Regions from separate parts of the Sus scrofa genome. Here region 2 is linked to region 1. The links are chromatin contacts, called in public Hi-C maps. All regions are on one chromosome and are shown on one strand. The core of a region is the stretch at or near the end of the contact, and the rest is flanking DNA. Distances in the headings are between cores, read along the strand shown. Region 1 holds the start of PSKH1 (serine/threonine-protein kinase H1). Region 2 holds the start of DDX28 (probable ATP-dependent RNA helicase DDX28).

The links. A called contact is a pair of places that touch in the nucleus more often than the background predicts.
Region 2: a Hi-C map of skeletal muscle shows a contact between it and region 1, with 4 times the contacts expected there. The contact joins the promoter of DDX28 here to the promoter of PSKH1 in region 1. A contact is called at or near these places in 11 of 47 Hi-C or Micro-C datasets (alveolar macrophages, brain, embryonic fibroblasts and 5 more) and 2 of 2 datasets of contacts at active chromatin or transcription factors (alveolar macrophages and skeletal muscle).

Annotation. Positions count from the first base shown.
Region 1 is chr6:28,507,305-28,510,653 of Sscrofa11.1, forward strand. PSKH1 (serine/threonine-protein kinase H1) reads left to right here and starts at 1,481. Exons shown (of 3, transcript XM_021094111.1): 1 at 1,481-1,616.
Region 2 is chr6:28,615,841-28,618,791 of Sscrofa11.1, forward strand. DDX28 (probable ATP-dependent RNA helicase DDX28) reads right to left here and starts at 1,603. Exons shown (of 1, transcript XM_003355776.4): 1 at 1-1,603. The coding sequence starts at 1,474. DUS2 (tRNA-dihydrouridine(20) synthase [NAD(P)+]-like) reads left to right here and starts at 1,510. Exons shown (of 17, transcript XM_005655778.3): 1 at 1,510-1,623.

The sequences.
Region 1 (3,349 bases), core at 231-2,730:
GAAATGAATCCGACTAGGAACCACGAGGTTTTGGGTTTGATCTCTGGCCTCACTCAGTGTGTTAAGGATCCAGTGATGCTGTGAGCTGTGGTGTGGGTTGCAGACGTGGCTCACATCTGGTGTTGCTGTGGCTCTGGTGGAAGCTGGCCGCTACAGCTCTGAATGGACCCCTAGCCTGGGAACCTCCACATGCCACAAGTGCGGCCCTAAAGAGACAAAAACAAAACAAAAACAAAAACAATAAAGCAAGGAGTTCTCCTGTGGGAGAGCCGACTAAGGATCTGCTGTTGTCACTGCAGCAGCTCAGGTCGCTGCTGTGGCTCAGATTGACCCCTGGCCAGGGAATGCCCTGGGCCTGGCTAAAAAGAAAAACAATAAAAAAAAAAAATGTTACTACACAGTTGGCCTAAAACTGATTTCATCGATCTTTAAGTTAACCATTTGCAACTCCTCTGTGATGGAGGTCAAATTCAACATATCTGAGTGCCTGAATTATTTTATTTTATTTAGTTTATTTTTTAATTATAGTTGATTTACAATTGAATTATTTTAACTGTAGTTTAAAAAATAATTTATTAATTAAATTTAAGCCTGTCCTGGAGTTCCCATCTCGGCACAGTGGAAACGAATCCAACTAGGAACCATGAAGTTGTAGGTTTGATCCCTGGCCTTGTTCAGCGGGTTAAGTAAGGATCCTGCGTTGCTGTGAGCTGTGGTGTAGATCGCAGATGTGGCTTGGATCTGGCCGTTGCTGTGGCTCTGGCGTAGGCCAGCGGCAACAGCTCCAATTAGACCCCTGGCCTGGGAACCTCCATATGCCGCGGCTGCGACCCTAAAAAGACAAAAGACCAAACAAACAAACAAAAAAATTAAGACTGTCCTTTGCATAATTCCAGAGGAACTTCCAGAAACTTCTGTTGAATTGCACTATATCCCCAATCTCGCACTATAAAGCACCCTCTCTCCTAACTACAATCTTTTTCTTTCTTTCTTTCTTTCTTTTTTTTTTTTTCCTTTTTAGGGCAGAACCCGCGGCATATGGAGATTCCTAGGCTAGGGGTCTAAAGGGAGCTGTAGCCGAAGGCCTACACCATAGCCACAGCGACGCCAGATCCCAGCCGCTTCTGCGACCTACGCCACAGCTCATGCCAACACCCGGATCCTTAACCCACTGAGCGAAGCCACGGGTGGAACCTGAGTCCTCATGGATGCTGGTTATATTAGTTTCCGCCGAGCCACAAGGAGAACTCCCTAACAAGGATCTTAAAACATTCTCCCCACTATCTACTGTGACTGCCAAACCTAAGTTCAAGGTTCTCGGAGCGACACAAAGACTCACCCGTTATTCCCGGGAGAGAGCCCAGCCCCGCCCTGAAAGCGTTGACTGACAGACAACGCTCCGAGCGCGTAGCCCTGCCCTCCGGAGTCCTTCCCAGCCCCGCCCAGTGGGCGTACGGAGTTTGTTTTGGCGTCAAGCGCGCGCTGTGATGACGCCACGACGCTGACGCCTGAGGATGGCGGCGGCTGCGGCGGCGGCGGCGGCGGGTGCCGTAACCGCAGCCCGGAGAGGGTCAGCACAGGTGCTCAGACGCCAAAGAGCCCGCCGCCCGTGCGAGGTGAGGCGGCTGGGCCCAGGCGACGGCCCCATGGGTGGGAGGGGCTGACGAGCTGCTGCAACGGTCGCTTCTTGGAGCACTGGGCCCGTCCCTATCCAGCTGAGAGCCCTCGGCTCGTGCCCGGGGCGCCGGGGCCTACGGGACTAGGGAGCAGGCCAGGAGACCGCTCTTCGAGGGCCCCGGTATTCGAGGCTGGACTGGCCTTGAGACTTGCTGCTGCGTTGGGTAGCCCGTCTCTGAGGCCGCAAGAGCCAGGTGGTCATGGTCTGCTGTTTCGCCTTCTGTTCAACCAGCCGGCGTAGGTCAGAGTGGATTGACCCGGTTGTCCTCATTACTTTCTCATGTCCGGCATCTATTGCACACCCACTCCTTTGCGAACAAACGCCAGGGGGCCCGGAGGACGGCTGGTCGCTTCCTTGTTTATTTTGAGGGGAAGAGTAGGTCTGAGTCCGTCCGGTTCGCCTGCCTTGTAAATTAGTTGTCCCTCTGCTTTTATAAAAGCAGGCAAAGTCCAACTCCTCCACGCTCACTCTCCCTCCATGAGGCTATGAAGTTGAATTCCCACATGAAAAATCTGAATAAATCCTTCATTGCCTAAAACTGGCCCCGTGGTACCTACAGGATAAAGGCCAAAGCTCATAGCAAGGCATTCAGGGCTCTTCATAATCTGATAGAGGTATAATCCCGAAATCCTAGCCACTTCTGTTTCCTGTTTACATTGTTTTGGGGGGTATGTGAACCTGCCTTTAGTTCTGTTTTAATACACTCTTGCTTTAGATATGCAATTTTCTCACTTTGTAGTACTTTTTTTTTTTTTTGTCTTTTTAGGGCCGCACCCGGGCATGGTAATACTTTTCTTTTCCTTCATCCCCACCTCCACCCACCACTATGGAAAATTTACATCTGTCCTTTAAAATCTGCCTTAGCGCAGTGGTTAACGAATCCGACTAGAAACCATGAGGTTGCGGGTTCGGTCCCTGCCCTTGCTCAGTGGATTAACGATCCGGCGTTGCCGTGAGCTGTGGTGTAGGTTGCAGACGCGGCTCGGATCCTGCGTTGCTGTGGCTCTGGCGTAGGCTGGCGGCCACAGCTCCGATTTGACCCCTAGCCTGGGAACCTCCATATGCCGCAGAAGCGGCCCAAGAAATAGCAAAAAAAAAAAGCTATAAAATCTGCCTTAGATTTCATTTCCTTGGAAAAGCCTCCCTTCTCATGGAACCCCTGACTCCTCTGAATTTCTATTCATGTTGGAGTTTATTGTGTTGTGTCACCTGATGGTTGGTCTGGGGATTGAGTCTTCTGTCTGCCTCTGAGTGTCTGGCTGTGTGTCTGGCATAAAGTAGGAGCTGAACCAACTGGGATAGGTTGCTGGTTGAGAATGGATATAGATTCGGCTATATTATTTTGAGCACCTTTCAGGGGCCAGGGCCTGAGATGGGCCCAGCAAATGCGAATGTCCTGTTTGTACATGCACACGTGTGCATGCGGTAGGTGGTGCAGCCTTGTCGACCTTGTTGTCTAAAATCTCCTGGGGTGATTTTTCAGAATACAAATTCAAGAGTCTCATTCTCTCGGAGTTCCCATTGTGGCTCAGTGGTAACAAACCCCACCAGATCCCTGGCTTCACTCAGTGGGTTAAGGATCCAGTGCTGCCTTGAGCTGTGGTGTAGGTCAAAGACGCTGCTCAGTTCCTGAGTTGCTGTGGCTGTGGTTGTAGGCTGGCAGTTGCGGCT
Region 2 (2,951 bases), core at 353-2,852, 110 kb after region 1:
CCACACGGCCCACCCTCCCTGCTCTGTGGATGTAGTCTTGCAGGGTAAGAGGGAAATCATAATTGATAACTAGCTCCACCTGGGTGCTGTCCAGGCCCCGAGAGGCGATGTCTGTGCAGAGAAGTATGTCTTGGGAGCCCCTCTGGAAGGACTGGAAGATACCTGCCCTCATTGAGGCTGGCATTTGTCCCTGAAGTCTTAAGTGTTGGATTTTGTGGTCATCCAGAATATATCCCAACCAGTTCACAGTACTGGAGCTATTACAGAACACCAGAACAGTTCCTGCGGACCCAGTCCTATATGCTCTGTCATGCTGCTTGAGGATCTGCACCAACTCAGTCACCTTCTCTGCCCCCTTCAGCCTCATGAATGTCTGTTTGACATGAGGCATGATGCAGTGGAGCTTGGAACTGGTGATGGTGGTTAGAGAGTCTAAGCAGGCAGCTTTACTCAGCAGCTGGCTTACACCTTCAGGAAATGTGGCCCCTACCAGCACTAACTGAGCTTTGGGATTGAAGGGGTCTTTTAAGTCAGCTGGGCCTTCTGCTATGTGGCTCTTCTCCAAGATGTAGTCCACCAGTTCCAGAAAGCTTTCATCCAATAGTGTGTCTGCCTCATCCAACACCAAGAAGGAGAGCTGCTCCAGGCTGATCAGCTGACTTTTCAGGCCCTTCCACAGAGCCCCCGGAGTGGCCACTAGTACATCTGCTGGAGGCTGTTTGGATAGTTGCAGTCTGATCCTACTCATGCCATGGCCTCCCCCTAACTCCCGCACCTGGAGGCCCAAGGAGCTGCCCAAGGGCTGGGCCACGGCCCGTACCTGTTCAGCTAATTCTCGAGAAGGCACAAGAACCAGGCCTCGAGGAGCAGGGATACGACAGGAGTCCAGGCTTGGCTGGCCCAAGAGCCGCTGAAGCAGAGGTAGCATGTAGCCAAGAGTCTTGCCACTGCCGGTCTCCGCAGCGCAGAGGATGTGGCGGCCACCAAGTAGAGGGGGAATGGTACTTGACTGAACGGTTGTGGGCCGAACGACTTCGGGAGCAGCCTCTTGCAGTGCGCTCAGCACGCGGGGCTCCAGACCCAGATCGGCAAAGCTGTCCTTGGACGAGAGGTTCCGCAACGCTGGGGCCTCCTGTTGCTTGCGCTCGATTGAGAAGTGGTCCTGGCGGGCGCGCCGATTCTTCCAGCCACGTGAAGCGAGTGGTGCGGGCTCCCAACGGCCCAGCGTGAGACGCGCGGGCTGGTTCAACTCCGGCCGCCGCGCCGAGATCAGCAGCTGGCCAGGTCTCACCAAGACCGGCCGCGGGGGGCCCTGCTGCCCCCTCTGCCGCTGTTCCTGACGCCGTTGTAGAGCCCGCGGAATGCGCACCACTGGCAGGGGCTCGTCGGGACCGCGGACCGTTAGATCCCGTCGAGGCGCCAGATGCAACCGAGTCACGAGCGATAACAGCCGAAGCTGACGTGCTAGAGCCATGGTCCCCGTGTTGCCGGAGAGGCGCAATGCAGTGACGTCACAGATGCGCCAAGGCTTTGAGGACGGTGGCTGACGCGGCTCAGTAAAGCGTGCGGAATAGGCGAACTGTGAGGAGCGAGGAAAGATCTGTAGAGTTCAGCAGCTGTAAGGTCTGTAGGCCCAAACCGGGGGTGGTGACGTCCGGGCTCGGGCCAACCGTGGGGAGAGGTGCACGATTGAGGCAGTACTGGGGTTCGGCGTTACGAGGCGATGAGGTCCTGGCATTACGAACCAGGAGGGCGGAGGACTTCTGGCGGTATGATGTCCGATCCCTGCGATTCTTCTCTGTCGCCTTCAGAGCTCCTGTGATATCTTGTCCAGTTATGGTCTCCCTTCTGTAAACTCCTAGGGTGCGGCGATGTTTTCCCAGATGTGGTCTCCGTGTAAGGTCTTTTAATACAAGTAGTTAGTGAGAGTTTGAATGAATGATCAGGCCAGGGGACCTAGATTAACTCTTTTCCACCAGGCCCTTGGAGAGCTGAGGGCCCAGAGAGCAATCTGATGGCCTTCAGAGTATCCTCTCTTCAGTCTTTATTTCAAGAGAACTCATTTCTTCATACTTTTCCCCTTCCTCTTCAGCGGTGGTTCACTCTCCACTCCTTTGTCACCCTTTCCAACTTCTCATCAAGAACCCACTACTTCTTCAGTTAGCTCGCTCACCTCCACTGGCTTCCCACTCACCTTACCTAAATTACTTGACTAGTAGTGAACCATGTACTGCTACCAGTATGTGGTTTGTCTCACAAAGCCATGGTCAGACAAAATATTTTACTTAAATTTAGTTGTTCAGGTTGCAAAAAAGCCCTACACTGTTGGTACTTGAACAGATCCAGAAAATGGGTGTCTGATCATTTCTGTAGTCTTCAGTGCCTGGGGTAAAAAGATAAGGTAAATGTAGATAAAGCATCTGGGTGGTTCCTAACTTCTGGAGAATGAGTTGTAGTATCATCAAATACCATTATAAATACTATTAAATTTCAGATAGCGTTTTGACGCACAATTAAATTTTCTGGAGAGTTACCTGTTAAACCAGCAGAGGAGAAGTTTTGGGTGAACAAGATCATTGGATAGAGCAGTGGCTCTTGACTGAGGGTAATTTTGCCCCCACCTTTCCCCTAAGACATTTGATAATGGCTGGAGACATTTTTGTCACATCTGGGGAGGTGCTATAGGCTCTTCCTTTGGATAGAGTCCAGGATGCTGCTAAATAATGATCAGGACAGCTCCTTCCAAAAAAAGAATTATCTGGCTCAAAATGTCAATAGCGTGCTGTTGAGAAACTTTGGGTAGAGGATGAGGACTGAAGAGAGGCTGAGGTTACCACATGTGCTTTCATTTCAGGTAGTGACATTTGCCAGACTCTTGTGTGGTCCTGCTCATTCTGTAGCAGGCATATTTATGCTGTTGCTTATCATGGCTTTGGGATCAGGAAACCTCA